Regions from separate parts of the Sus scrofa genome. Here region 1 is linked to region 2. The links are chromatin contacts, called in public Hi-C maps. All regions are on one chromosome and are shown on one strand. Each heading gives the region's core, a stretch centred on a gene start, on an enhancer-like site or on the middle of the called end of the contact. The rest is flanking DNA. Distances are from core to core; before and after follow the strand shown.

The links. A called contact is a pair of places that touch in the nucleus more often than the background predicts.
Region 1: a contact with region 2 is called in a Hi-C map of liver, with 13 times the contacts expected there. The contact joins the promoter of C8A here to the promoter of C8B in region 2. A contact is called at or near these places in 18 of 47 Hi-C or Micro-C datasets (alveolar macrophages, brain, embryonic fibroblasts and 10 more).

The regions. Positions count from the first base shown.
Region 1 is chr6:155,529,145-155,531,844 of Sscrofa11.1, forward strand. It overlaps C8A (complement C8 alpha chain), which reads right to left and starts at 1,323. Exons shown (of 11, transcript NM_001097450.2): 1 at 1,144-1,323. The coding sequence starts at 1,220.
Region 2 is chr6:155,410,640-155,413,339 of Sscrofa11.1, forward strand. C8B (complement C8 beta chain) reads left to right here and starts at 1,343. Exons shown (of 12, transcript NM_001097451.2): 1 at 1,343-1,569. The coding sequence starts at 1,478.

The DNA.
Region 1 (2,700 bases), core at 73-2,572, 120 kb after region 2:
TTGCTTTAAATACAAGTTGAAAATTAACTGCTTGTAAAAATGCCTTTCCCCCCTTCTGAACTGTTGCTTAGAGGAAACATCTCTTGCTCCAGCATTCAAAAGCAATAATGGGAGTTCCCTTCGTGGCACAGCGGAAACGAATCTGACTAGGAACCATGAGGTTGCAGGTTCCATCCCTGGCCTCAATCAGTGGGTTAAGGATCTGGCGTTGCTGTGAGCTATGATGTAGGTTACAGACACGGCTCAGATCCTGCATTGCTATGGCATAGGCTTGCAGCTGTGGCTCCAATTTGACCCTAGCCTAGAAACCTCCACATGCTGCTGGTGTAGCCCTAAAAAGTCAAAAAAAAAAAAAAAAGGCAATAATGATTCAAAATTGAATCATCCAACAGGAATTTGAATGAAATAACTCTACTTAAAATTGGCAATGTTTGGGAGAGAAGGAGTACTTTAAAACTATCCCTAAGGCAAAATAAGGGGCTATATAAGTACCACAAAATACTTGATGTTAAGATTAAAAAAAAAAACAAAAAAAAGCATGAAGGCAGTTTGGGATATTCAAGGAAACGGAATGGGTAAAATGCACTGTACATATGAAAATATAACTTTCATTCATTACTCCATAACAAAAGGTAAAATTCATTTCTAGAAGGAAATGACCCAGCATCTTGCCTTTCCCAAGATGATTTTACATGTATTATCTAATTGTATCTTCCCAAAACATGAGATGAGTATTCTTATAATTCACAAATAAATAAGCAGAGGTTAATTGTCTAATATCATTCAAGAGAACTATTATTTTTTGAGTATATTTTATACCTAGGGTCTTTTTTCAGGTTCATTAACTCTTATGGAAGAGGCATTTTTATTCTCATTTTACATATTGAGACACTAAGGCTCCAAGAGACCAATTTCCTCCAGATGACCCAGCTCCTAAGTATTAGAGCTATGATTTGCACACAGGCCCATCTGACTCTAAGTGGATGCTCTTTTCACTGGTCTGGACTGCTTCCTGGACTAGTAATAACACGGAAAGAGGCCACATTCCATCCTAAAATAGCCTGTATCAAACATGAGAGTATCTTAGTTCCCCACCAGGTAATCCCTAAGTGCACATTTTTCAGAGTCTTTTGGCCAACTCACCGGTTCACCTTCTCCTGTATGGTTACCCCAGGCTGACAAGTCATCAAAGACAAGATGAAAAAAGCAACAGCCAACATCTCATCCAGAAGCCACTACCCTATATTACAAAGAAGGACTAAAACTACTTAGGGAGTTGAAGTAAGAGGTGTCTACAGACCAGGACCTAGAAGATCTATCTAATGTTTGAAACTAACAGAACTTGTTTGATTCTCATTCAGATGTGGTTAATTACTTACTAGGATATTGATTAGCCAAACACCCTAAAATTCTAGACACCAAAGGCCACTGTCCTTCAGACCTTTTGAAAAGCAATATCCATAGGGTTGAGGAGAGGAGGATATTTAACTTATTTCAGCTAAGCAAAGGGATCTTATTTTCAGAATGAGGCAAAAGACAAACCAACATATATCTCCAGAGTTTGTGGCCCTTTTTACAGGCTCGTGGGACTTCTGAGCTCAGATGAGTTTGTTTTGCTTGGCTGAAACAAAGCTAATACTGACTCAACCATAAACTTCCAGCAAAATATCGAAAACACTAACCATCAAATGGAGAAGTTCTGCAATTTATTGCCAAACACCTGGAGCCTGAGAAGTGTGGGTAATTGAAATGGACTTTCTACTTCTCATCCAGACTTGCAGTATCATTACCATCTAGAATATTTGTGTCTTCAGGAAACCAGATGCCTTAAATGAACACCTCCAGAAGCATTCTCTAGAGCTTTAATAACAACCAATCATGGGACCAATGAAACCATATCTACATCCATTCTCTTACTGTTCCGGACATGGCCACAAATTAATTAAATAAGGAGAGGTGGCTAGACAATCACTGCACATGTGGCAGACGTTTCACATGTCTTGTTTTATTTACTCCTCACAACAAGTCTATGAAATGGAAAGGATTCGTTTCATTTTGCAGTTGAAGAAATGAAGATCCAGAGAGGTCAGCTAACTTGCCCGAGAATGGAGCCATCTTGATGCCTTTGTCAGTAGTTAGATTCTCTCATTAGCAGGATTGGCCTTATCAATCTCAAAGTTATGAAAAAAAGGTACTGGATAACTTGTGCACGCTAGAAATGTGTACAAATGCAAACGTGGCAGCCAGTCATTGTGGTCTTCATTTCTTCTAGAGTGAGGGGAGAGTCGACAGAAGTCAATACCCATTCCAGGTCCTGGAAAGCCCCTTCAGCCCCGGATTGCTGAGTCTCTCTTCCTCCCTTTTGCTTTGGCTTTTGATGTCTGGGTTCTCTCGTGGCTGCAGTTTTACATTCTGTCTGACCCATTTGAAAAACTCTCTTTTTTCCTTTCGCCACAAGTAATCCAGTCATGACTGATCCCTCCTAATGCTTTTACTGAAGATACGGATGTGATGGGGGTGATATCGGGACACCTTTGAGGAAGCTCAGGGTGGCACAACTGGAACCCACTTCTTTCCACAAGCTCCTTAGCCAGCTCCCTCCTTGTTTCATCCAAAGTCCAAGTTTCCGACACAGGTCCATTGCCCCCCGCCTCCTGCAAAGGGAGTATAGCTCAGATTTTCCTTTGGCATTTCCGTGGT
Region 2 (2,700 bases), core at 93-2,592:
CATGTGCTGCTATCTATCACTGTGGCTCTCAGGATTTATCAGCAAATACTGGAGACAAATGTTACATCTATCTGGTACCAATCATCTATTATATTTCACTTCTCAACAAGGTCAGGGCAGCCATCTATTGCTCCCTAAATATAATAAAGTCCTACATAAGGTATATAATAATAACAACACATTTTGGTAAAGTGATCTCTTACAGTTATCATTTTTATGATGCCTATTTGTGAAACATTTTCACACTTAACTATCTTATCTGACCTTCCTGACCCTGAGAATTAGGGAGGCATAGCCCTCTCGATTTTACATAGGAGGAAACAGAATCAGAAACAGTCAATAAAATATAGCTCACTTACAGAAAGACCACATAGTATATGGCAGGTACTGTTCAAAGTGTTTCAAATATTTAGATTTATCTAATTTTCATGACAGCCCTCTGAGGTGGGGTGGTACTTTTATTATCTCTATTTTGTAGATAAAGAAACTCAGGCCCAGAGAGGTTAATAATTTGCCCTGGATCACACAGCTGGTTAAAGATACAGAGAGAATTCGATCTCAGGTCAACAGGCTCTAGAACTCTTAGCATCTAACTGACTTACTCAAAATCACAGAGCTAGAAGGAGCAAACTGTTATTCAGAGCCTGGCCTGTCTGACTCCAGACCCTGCATTCTGCTTAGTAATAATAGCACATGTCTCCGTGCCCAAAGGAGCCTGTTCTAAGCACTCTGCTTATGCGCATCATTTGAAGGTCAGCACTTGCCAAGTGAGGAAACTGAGGCATAGAGGTAAAGTGACTTGCCTGAGGTCCCAAAGCTGGCAAGTGGTCGAGAAAGGATTTGAACCTAGGCAGTCTGGACCTGGAGCCCACAATCCTTATTACCTCACTAACTGCCCATCCTTTCAGCTGCTCACTCAAAACTCTGTTACGCATGAATGCAAGATAAGCTGCAGAGTTCCTGACGTGGGGAAACGCCTCTCTGGAGTGCTGGGACAGAGGTTGGATCCCCAGCCTGTTGCACTGGATTAAGGATCTGGAGTTGCTGCAGCTGTGGCATAGGTCCCATCCTGGAATCCCATCCCTGGCCAGGGAACTTCCATATGCTGCAGGGTGGGGGAAAAAAAAAGAAAGAAAAGAAAACATTATCTTTAAAAGACAAAAATAAAAAAAAAAATTATTATGACAGAGCTTTCCATCAAAAAAAAAAAAAAAGGAAAAGAGAAGAAAATGTTATTTTTTAGAAAACAAAAACAAAAAAATTGTGATAGAGCTTTCCGTCATTCTCATTGCTTTCTGGAGTCACTGATAAGTTTTCTGTCTGTGCAAAGTCTAATAAGGCATTTCTGATCACTGGTGGTTTTGTTTACTCTGCCAAACTGTTTGCTCTCTGGGGACAGAAGCTGACGGTAGCATTCCCTGTGCAGGTTCTTCATGGATCCATGAGCCTCAGTCAGATCTCCTGTCGCATAGAAAAAATGAAGACCTCTGGGACGTGGGCTTGGAGGATGCCGGCAAAGCTGTTTCTTCTCTGTGCTGCCCTGGGGTGTCTCAGTTTACCTGGCTCCAGGTAGGTGGCAGTTCCAAGTGATCCCCTCATCAATAATAGGACAGGCAATATGAAGCCACGTAATTCTGGCCCTCTCCTTGTCACATGCCTTTTGAATAACGAGCATCTCTTGATGCAATTTGCATGCATCTGATAAAATGATATCACTAACTCCTCAGGTTATTGTGGCACCCAGCGACTGACTTCAACAAAAGTTCCTATAGGACACTGACATGTTTAAATGTATTCTGTCATGCTGAGAAGAATAGGATACTTGTTCTGTATTCTGAACAAAGCCTCGGTGTGATTCTTTATGCAAATGATTTGTTATGTATGTAGAAAAAAAGCCAATTCATAGCAATGATATTAATATGAGAATGACCCACTTTACCTGTTCATCAGCCTAAACTCTTTGTTCTCAGGCTCGCTCTCTCTCTCTCGCTCTCGCTCTCTCTCTCTCTCTCTCTCTCTCACACACACACACAGAGGCATTCCAGATGTTCCTGGCAGTTAAGCTTACTGATATATTTCATCATTATTTTGGTATTGGTGTTAATCGGAGGCAAAAAGCTAAAGAAAATATCGGAGTTGAAAACTCAAAATTAATTTGAGTAAAAGTTCAAACTTGGGATCCAATGAAAGATGCACTAGTGACACAGCAATTGGGAAAAGCTGCTGCCATGAGAGGATGGTGCTATCATCTGTCCTAGGCTCCTAGTGGGAAGAAAGACTAGTTGAGGCTGTTTCTTACTCATTCCATAAAAGCTGGGTGAGCACTGCCTCTGATGGGAGGAGCATCTAGTACTCATTGTACCCATTGGGCTTTGTTGAGCCCTCCACCCCATTGGGCACCACCCCTGGACCAGGGAAATGAGTATTCCCTACCCACTGGGAACTCAATGACTAATTACAATTATCAAGAATCTCCACCTGGCCCTGAGAAGAACGAAGCTGCCAAGACTTTCCTTGTGCGTGCTCTGTGACCATTAGAATCCAAGGAAATGTGTCTGAAAGGAGGGTTTAAAGGGATCGTAGCAATCCTACCCGCACGTGGACCCCTGTGTGAGGCCCCTGGTCAGGCTCTGAGGATACAGAGGTGAATAGGACACAAGAGGTGCCTGTTCTCCTGGAGAAAAGCAACACGTGAGCACA